Linked DNA regions of Sus scrofa: region 2 is linked to region 1. The links are chromatin contacts, called in public Hi-C maps. All regions are on one chromosome and are shown on one strand. Each heading gives the region's core, a stretch centred on a gene start, on an enhancer-like site or on the middle of the called end of the contact. The rest is flanking DNA. Distances are from core to core; before and after follow the strand shown.

What was found. A called contact is a pair of places that touch in the nucleus more often than the background predicts.
Region 2: a contact with region 1 is called in a Hi-C map of liver, with 2.9 times the contacts expected there. The contact joins two enhancer-like sites. A contact is called at or near these places in 1 of 5 promoter capture datasets (liver), 15 of 47 Hi-C or Micro-C datasets (alveolar macrophages, embryonic fibroblasts, fetal heart ventricle and 9 more) and 1 of 2 datasets of contacts at active chromatin or transcription factors (skeletal muscle).

The regions. Positions count from the first base shown.
Region 1 is chr7:113,177,179-113,182,056 of Sscrofa11.1, forward strand. No RefSeq gene overlaps it. Among named protein-coding and RNA genes, the nearest start is that of PPP4R3A, 31 kb to the left of the region's middle. Within about 2 kb of position 2,098, at least 4 of the 83 cell types and tissues checked have an H3K27ac peak or open chromatin away from gene starts, as enhancers often do. A contact at or near this core is called in liver, where this site is marked.
Region 2 is chr7:113,454,833-113,459,710 of Sscrofa11.1, forward strand. The region is part of intron 5 of FBLN5 (fibulin-5); the gene reads right to left. Among named protein-coding and RNA genes, the nearest start is that of TC2N, 68 kb to the left of the region's middle. Within about 2 kb of position 2,714, at least 18 of the 83 cell types and tissues checked have an H3K27ac peak or open chromatin away from gene starts, as enhancers often do. A contact at or near this core is called in liver, where this site is marked.

The sequences.
Region 1 (4,878 bases), core at 848-3,347:
TGGCTGCACCCACGGCATGTGGAAGCTCTTGGGCTAGGGACTGAATGCACGCCAGAGTAGTAACTAGAGCCACAGCAGTGGCAACACCAGATCCTTAAGCCGCTGAGCCACCAGGGAACCTCCTCCAGCTTTAAAATTTGTTTTTTTTTTTCCATCCAATTGCATATGGAAGTCTCACATTTCTTTTAATCTTGCTACCATTATGGTTTATCTTCTTTCACATTCTTACACTTCATCGGCTTTATTGAAGCCCAATGGCTCAAGTATTTTCCTCTTACTTGTGGTCCAGAGCCTTCATAAGTTACCCATCTTGATAGAGGAAATACGAAAGGTCTCCTGCAAATATTGGCAGGATGCTTCAGCTCTCATCCTGAACAGCTATCTTCAATTTGTCCCATCCGCCAGAAACACAATCCTGGTAAAAAGGCAAAGGTGGAGCATGGGTGGCAGTCCCTTTCTCCACTGGCAAATGGATTCTGGAACTCCCAAGGTCTCATGGGTACACGTATGGTCTAATCACAGCCTATATTCTAAAAAGAATATGTGGCAGCTTTCTCCTGCAAACAGTCAATGGCCACAGCTTGAGCTAAGCTGCTGCTAGAATTTTTCCCACTTGGGCAATTCCTCCCTCTGTTCCTCTCTGGTGATAGAACTCACTTCATGGCTAAGTACTTACAGGCTCATAAAAACTGTATTGTCCTTACCATCCTTACCACTCAAAACATGGAATGGGCCAATGGCACTCGTACATTCAAATTAGTCACACTCTGAGGAACTTCAACCTAACGTGGCCCAAAGTCTTGCCTTTAACCCTAATGATCCTCTGATCCTCACTTTCCTCTCAACATTGATTATCTCTTTATGAAAATAATTACTGGCTGCTCCATGAAGATTCCTTACTCTTGCTGGACCATAGGAGATTCAAATCTGATTCATTCTGATAATCTTCAATACTGGCAAGGTCTTATTCAGTACACTCATATTTATTGGCAAGAGCACAAGTCTATCTTTCCCCCAGGTATCCCACCTCAGCCCTTAATGATCTCAGGTTGAAGACTTGGTGGTCAGAAAAAAAAAATACTACCAAAAGGAGTTCCCTGGTAGCCTAGCAATTAGGGATCTGGTGTTGTCACTGCTGTGGCAGGGGTTTGATCCCTGGGCTGGGAATTTCTGCATGCTGTGGGTGTGGCCAAAAACCAAAACAAACACGAAAAGACCACTGTTGAACCCAGGTAGAGGGAATCTTATACTGTCTTCTTAACCACTCATGTTGCTGCAAAATGATAAGGAATATGACTTTTCATGTTTCAATCTTTTAAAAATACAAGTCTTATTTTGAAGTTAGGAAAATTCATCCCCATATCAGGCCTTAAACTGAGGCTCCCTGAGAGCTCCCAGAAGCAGATGATGACATGAGATAAACTGCTTCCTCAAGAACTGTGGAACAAGCAGATGGCATCACAATGGGGTCAGCTTCCGCTGATGATCCTGGAACACAATTGCCTGGGATTACCTTGCCCAATCCCCTTCACGTTCCTCCTCTGTATCCTTCTCATCATTCTTTAATTTTTCTATTGTCCTTTAGTTTCAGAACTTCCTGAGCCATGTCTCCCCTATTCCTTTCCATTTCTGCCCTCTTTCCCGTTCCCTTCTCTATTCTTCATTTATTTACAAACATGCAGGGTCCCCAGTTGTTTCATACTTGTCCCCGCCTCCCCGCTGCCAACCTCTCTGACCTCTACTCATAAGCAGGACATGTGAGATGCTCCAAGGAATTCACTGCGTTGCCTCCATGGTCCTGACTCCACCATGGAAGGATCTCCACACCAGTGTCCAGGCATCCACGAGACTGGTTCTCGTTAGCCTTGGTTTTATTTCTTAACACATCCTCTAAGAATCAATTTCCTGCTTTCTTTTATAAGTACCCTCCTAATTAAGTGCCTTTCCTCCAGAACCCTTTCTCAGCTTCAGACCACCATCAGAGCTCAAGACATGATTCATCTAGTGCTCCAGGGAGATGCCCATGAGAACTGCTGACTCCATGGACAGTCTCACTGAGCCTTGACCAAAACCCCAATCTCAGAAATTACTGAGATTGTTCTAAGACAGATGATGTTTGTACTGGAGGAGAGGGGTCACTGACAAGGCCAAACACTGACCTTTCCTCTTTTGCCTGAACTTGCTGACAAGGCCAGAGCCTGACCCTCCAACTTCCCATTTTCCATTTCATGATTGATTTGCTATGATTAAAACTGTTTGTTCCCTGAAACTAACTGACCACAGAGAAAACATTTCCTGTTCACACAACTGACTGAGACCTCTTCTGGAAAAACAACGCCAACTATAAATCACCCCTCCTGCAACTTGTTTCCCTATCAAAGTCTGAGGCAGATCCCCTGCACCAACAGGCTGATCTTTGGATCCTGGAGGCCTCCCTCTTGCCTGAAAACAATCTATCCCCTTGACTGATTTCTGCCTTTGATAGAAATCCCATTAAAAATGATTAGACGATAAAGTACTAGTATAAAAACAAATGGACTAAGAGACAAATCACCTGACATTATGTGGCAATTTGACATATGATAAATAAGGTACCACCAAGGAATGGCAAAAAAAAAAAAATTCTTAAGTTGATGGTACTGGCCAAATTAGCTCATTTTATAGACAAAGGTAAAGAAAATAAAGTTGAATCCTTAACCTTATATTAAATTTGAAAAGTTGGGAGTTCTCATCATGGTGCAGTGGAAACCAATCCAACTAGGAACCATGACGTTGCAGATCTGATCCCTGGCCTCGCTCAGTGGATTAAGGATCTGGCATTGCCATGAGCTGTGGTGTAGGTCGAAGATGTGGCTCTGATGTAGACCAGTGGCTGTAGCTCTGATTGGATCCCTAGCCTGGGAACCTCAATGTGCCATGGGTGTGACCCTAAAAAGCAAAAAAAAAAAAAAAAAAAAAAAAAAAAAATTAAAAAGTTGGGTCTCAGACTGAAGTCCTAAATTCAAAAGGTAAATGTATAAATCTAACTGAAGAACATGTAGGAGAATATGTATGTGAACTAGAGTGGAGGGAAGTTTCCTAGAACTCAAATAATGAATAAATTTGAATCCACCAAAATGAAAGATTTCTGATAAACAAAGTACTCATTTGGCAAAATTAACAGAGATATGACAGATCAGGAGATGTTTGCAAATCTATAACTGACCAGGAATTACATCAAGGACAATTGATTTTAGATAATGATTTGTAGACCATTACTGAGTGATAAATTTAATTTAGAGAATTTCAAACAATTTAAAAAATAAAGTCGAATAGAATGGAAAAATCAGAGCTCATAACAAGTATTAGGAGAATATACTCATCAACTTTTTGTTTACATCATATAAATAAAACTGTAAAATTAAAAAACATTCATATATACACATAGTGTATATTGGTTGGAAATACATATATTTGCATGTATAATACATTAATACATATTAAATCATATTTAATTATATAGACTTAATATAAACTTTACACATATAATTACACATTACTGATATAGTTATTACATACTATAATTAATAATATATTGATAGATGTATACTCATATATGTATACTCTTATATGTATCTAAGTGTATATGCATATAAATAAGATTATAATTATACATCCTATATATTAATATATTGATGTATTATATATAATGTGTGTTGGTTGTGATGTACTTCTTGTTGTTGATTATAATCAAAATGGTAAAAATCACTCACTATTTAAGGGGCTCAAGAAAATCACAGAGAAAAAAATTAGTGATACTCAACAGAAAATTGGGCAGAGTCCACCAACAGGCAATAAACAGAAAGGGAGGCTTGACTAGCTAACAAGTATATGAACAAGTTCTCAAATTTACTAGCAATCAGGGAGATACCCTATAAAACTATAGACACCATGTTATGCCCATCAGAATGGCAAAAATAAAAAAGATGTACCAAATTTTGGAGACGATGGGGTATGTGGGAACTCTTGCAGTCTTGATGAAAATATAAACTGGTAAGGACAGTCTAAAAATAATCATTTAGAGGTCCTTAGTGAAATTAAGAATGTGAATTCTCTTTAACCCAGCAAATCCACTTCAGGGTATATATATGATGGAAATTTCCACTCATATCTTTAGGGTGGCACGTACTGGGATGTTCATTGTGGTGGTCTTTATGGTTGGGGAAGTTGGAGGAAATCTAGGTTTTCTTATTAGGGAAAAGCATACCAAAAATGTGGTAAATGTACATTTACAGTATGAGTTACTACCTGTTAGTTGGGAGCAACAAACTAGATGTACACAAAACAAAATACTGAGTGGTAAAGGAAGAAACAGAATGAGATTGATTGCATAAGGCCATTTGAGTTAAATATATATGTACATATATTCATGTAAATACTGCATATTCCAACAGTGGAAATATTGCTGTCTTCAGGTAGAAGCAACATGGACCTTCTCTCTTCCTTATTCTTTTCTGCGTTTTAAAAAATTTCCGCAAGTTTATACTGTTTTTTTTATAATGGAAACATATATACTAAATTTTACTATTAAAAACTCACCTATGTGAAAGAATAGTCTTTTCAACAAATATTGTTCTAAAGAGGACGTTTAAATGGCCAATAAGCACATGAAAAGATTCTCAACTTCATAGTCATTAGGCAAATGCAAATCAAAACCACACTGAGATATGGCTGCATACCCACTAGGACGTCTATAAGTAAAAAAAGTCAGATTACATCAAATGTTGGCAAAGATGTAGAGGAAATGGAATCCTTAGCATAGCTGGTGAGAATCAAAAATAGTGCAGCCACTTTGAAAAACAATGCCACAAATCCTCAAAGCCTTAAACCTAGGGTTAC
Region 2 (4,878 bases), core at 1,464-3,963, 280 kb after region 1:
CAACCACTGCTCACTTAGGAAAGTCTGCAAAGCAGCCCATCTCGGCTCCTTGACACTCCCCCAGGAGGCAGACATGAGCTCACAGCCTTGGGACAGTGGCCCCTACGTGAGGGACACTCACTTAGGACGTCATGCCGAGAGCTGGTCCCACGCCCCCGGCAGGTGCACCAAGGCAGTGTGAGCCAAGAACAGAGAACGTCCTTAAGTCCTATCAAGGTCTCACGGGGCCCCCGAGGGAGGAACTGGCCTCAAGGCATCAGAATAGACCTGCCCAACGAACTAGAACCACAAAACAAACAGAATCTTCCAGGCTGATTCAAGGGACAGCATGGCTCAAGTCCACAGCCTATAGAGGTGCTGGCAGGTCTAGTCCTTGGAGCAGGAGTCTGTGATGGAAGCAAGTGGTGACAGACAGGCACCCCCCTCTCTTGACAGATGGAATCCACACACAGTGTCATGGCCATCGTGCTGCTGGTTTATGCCTGTTCCATGTCCTTCCCTGGGAATGGGTTAGCCCTCAGAAAATAGCATACAACCCACTTTTCTGTCCCCTATAAAACTAATGGGCTCCAAGTATGATCCTAGCATTGATTCACAGGTTATTATACAAAAATCTTTACAGGCTGGTATACTGGACAACATGCTGCTATAAATATGCATAACTATGTTTGAATACAAATAATGTGCATAGGTATGCCAGTTATTTCTTTTATTTGAATGTACATGGCATATACCCACACACATTTACATTTCAGCATTAGTCCTAAAAGTTAAAGAGGAAAGAAATGATTCTCATAACACAAATTCTCATGCAAATAAACGTTCTTTAAAAACGGTAAAACAAGGAGTTCCCTGGCAGCCTAGCAGTTAAGGATCTGGCATTGCCACTGCTGTGGCTCAGGTTACCACTGTGGCACAGTTTTGATCCCTGGCCCAAAAACTTCTGCATGCTGCAGTCGTGGCCAAAAAAAAAAACCCCAAACCTGTAAAACAAAACAAAATCTAATGGTTCCCCCACGCCTAGAGGAAAAATAAGCCCTAGGCTATTTTTGCCAGCACCAAAGCTTAAGAGAAAAAAGACCAGGATTTCCCATCATGGCTCAAAGGTAACGAACCTGACTAGTATCCATGAGGATGCAGGTGTGATCCCTGGCCTCGCTCAGTGAGTTAAGGATCGGTGTGGCCATGAGCTGTGGTGTAGTCACAGATGTGCCTCGGATCTGTCATTGCTGTGGCTGTGGCATAGGCTGGCGGCTGTAGCTCCAATTCAACCCCTAGCCTGAGAGCTTCTATGTGTCACAGATGTGGCCTCCCCCCCACCAAAAAAAAAAAAGAAAAGAAAAGAAGACCAAAGGGCTGAGCCCTGACCTTTGGTGAAAAACTGAGAACTTCGGGAGCAAGCAGAGCAGGGCATGAACCCAGGCTCCTGCACCTGATAACTGAATATCACTGAGCAAGCTGTTAACCTCAGGGATGCTGAGGTGTTCTGCAAACTAGAGCTACAGCAGCCTGCCTCCTAGGATGCCCTGAGAATTCGTTAAGTCAGTGTGCTCACAGGTCCCATCGCCGCTGCCTGGCACATAGAAGGTACCCAGGAAAGTTTAGTTCCCTCCCCCAGAAAGGTTCTGCTTCTGACAGCTGCCAAAGACAGGGGCAGCTTAGCCTCTGCTGGCTGCAGGCTTTGTTCTGGGATTCAGAAGACTCCGCAATGATAGCACTGGAGCTCAGCGGGCTGTGGGACGTGATTACTTCTATGGTTCAACCACAGCAGAGCTTCTCCTTGCCAGAGCCCCAGACACGTGGCCAGAGATTAAAACTAGAGGTGAAAAAAAGGCAGGGTACGTTCTCTCATGAGGTCTTGGGTACCGCCTTTGCACTTTAGCATTGATGGATCCATCTGTGATTCTGTAATGAGCAACGTCGGAAAGCCTAAGGGAACGCGTGTCTTACTGAATTCCACGGCCAAATAAGATCAACCTTAACACCCTCTGCGATCCGTCCCCCTTCCTGTGACTTCTCTCCTCCGGTCCTGTGAATAAGCAAGGGCTGACTTCGTGAAGCTGTGTACGCGCCCTCAGCTGAATGTCTGGGTTCTTGTGTGAGAACAGCCATCAGCCAAAGGGAAACATTCTCGCTAGGTGACACTGGGAGAAACTGTCCAAGAGCGTTTGGAAGACTGCACCTTTCCAAAGGCCTCCACGAGTCCTTTTTTTGGACACAGACAAATCATTTCCTTGGTAGTAAATTTTTACCCAGTGAAACAACATGTTTTCCCAGCCTGTTTCTGTTCCTTCCTCGCTCGAGCTAATGGGGCTTGATAAGAAAGAAGAAAATAACAATGGCACATTCCAATGCCTCCAGTTGAAGCCAATTTCAGGCCTGCTGCTGGGCTGGATCGGTGCCATCTTTCAGCGAGACAAGCTCCGCCAAGGCTGGACACTCCACAGCACCAACTTCCAAAACACCTGCTTAATTAAAGACCTCAGCGTTTGAGAACGCGCTTGTTGAATTCCCAGGACATCTGCATTCCATGTGTCTTATGGGCTCTGGGCAGCCAGCAGGAGCCAGATCTTTCTGTGTTTACAGCACTTTTCCCAGTGCTTGATATTAAGCTTAGGATACAAAGTTTGGTGCCTCTAATGAGGCACCAAATATGTGGTCCATTTTGCAAACAACAAAAAGTCCTTTCCTCTCGGATGAAACCAGTTGGAATGCAGCTGCCCATCTCTCCCTGGATTCTCTTTTTCTACCCAAGAGCTTGGAGGAAAGCTCTGAAAGGCCCTTCTGGCTCTGATCTTCTACAGAAATAAACTATGCAACTAACAAGGATCACATTGTTTGGGTCTTGGGTAATTCTTTTCATCAGAGTGCTTGGTAAACATCAGCTGACTTTTGTCGCTTTCAAACTGGGCAGTGAATTGGTCAAGCCCATTCAACTTTTGACAATGTATGAATGGTCAAACATTTCAGGGGTGGGAGGGGAGTGAGGGGGGAATGATATATTTGTTCCTTCTTGAGCACCTTTCATCAAATTGTCCTGAGAATCAGGAACAGGTGGCTCAATGCCAATGTAGACATGATACATGTTTTTAAGGGCATGAGACTTTAGCCATAATGATTATAAGCCAAACAAACATGGAGCTCAAACTAGTTTTCCATTTACTAAGACTCTTGCCATTTGCCCCTCATCACAAAAGGATTTCTGAAACTATACAAGTCAGTGGGTCCCAGAGCTAGCTACCCAAGAAAATCACCAGACTACATCGGAAAGTCTGGGGTGGAGGCTTGGAAAAGCAGCTTAAAATTACCTAAATGATTCTAGTGCAAAACCGTATCTGGAACTTGCTGTGCCAGACCAATACCTCTCAGACTTTAATGTGCATATGAATCCATGGGGATTTTATTGAAATGCAGGCTCTAATCTGGTGGATTCTGCATTTCTAATAAGCTCCCAGGTGGTGTCAACGCTGCTGGCCCAGGGACCACACTTCACAAGGCAAGGTGCTAGATTACTGTGAGTGCTGTTTGGTTCTGTATCCATGCAACCTGCTCAGAGTTTAAGAAGCTGTTCAAGAAAGTCTAGGAGGGAATTAAGTGTTCCAAACTCAAGCTGGCAAGTCCTAAGCAGATTCTTCTCTAAGGTCAAACCTGCTGGTTACCAAAATAGTGTGATTTTTAGGTCTTATTTAGCAGTTCTCAGCAGAGTCTAAACCAAGCTGAAGGCTTTCCTGGGCAGACACGGCCCTTACTTCCCCCTGCAGTGGTTGTGCTCAGAGCACTGGGCTCCTTGAGAAGCTTCCCTCTCCTTCAGGCTGATGACAGCGGTTTGATTTCCTAAGAGTTAACTCCGTTCCCTGGATCTTACTTGAGTTCTTGGAAATACTGCCCCCAAAGTGATGTCCAAAAGTACAAAAGAGGAGTTCCCTTGTGGCCCAGCTGGTTAAGGATCCGGTATGTCATTGCAGCAGCTCAGGTCACTGCTGTGGCGTGGGTGCAATGCCTGGCCCGGGAATTTCTATATGCTGTGGGCGCAGCCAAAGGAAACAATATGCAAAAGATTCCAATTAGGAGAATCGACTCTTTCCTTCAATACAGACCATCCCTTTTTCACCAACACAGTCTATAAATACCTTAGCTCTTAAATCCCAGGATCTCCACCACATCTCCCCGGAGGCTCCATCTCCTGGTTTCCTCTGAGCCTCTTCCTCCCCCACATCCCCAGGTCTGCATCGTGCTCAGTGCCACGGTCTGTGATCTCTTTGTCCCCAGTCCCCAGCACTGCCCCAGTTCATGTCATCCTTTCCCCAGATCCCCAGCTCTAAAGCTCAGTCGTTCTTAAATCCTTCCCCCTACACCCTAGTCTCCTTCTGGAAATCTTGCACATTCTTTTTTTAATTTTTATTTTTTCCATTCTAGTTGATTTATAGTCCATTTCTACTGTATAGCAAAGTGACCCAGTCATACATACATACATATATACATTCTTTTTCTCACATTATCCTCCATCATGTTCCATCACAAGTGACTAGATATAGTCCCCTGTTCTGTACAGCAGGACCTCATTGCTCAGGAGTTTAGGGTTAATGCAAACACTTGCATTTGGAGTGGATAAGCAACTGCATTTTACCTCCCTTCTCTGCCCCCCTCCCCACTCCAAATTCCAAGGCCTCGCTGTCTTTTCTCCAGATATTGTAATAACTCCATACCAGTCTGCAGGCCTCCAGTCTCTGGCCCTGAAAGCAAGCTAAACACAACCTCCAAACCCATCCAAGACACAAAAACGATCACGTGGCTCTACCACCCAGCATTTTATTTGCCCTCCTTAGAAACCTCACAGCTGTCTTTTTACCCCTCAGCAACAGAGCACTTCGAGCCTCC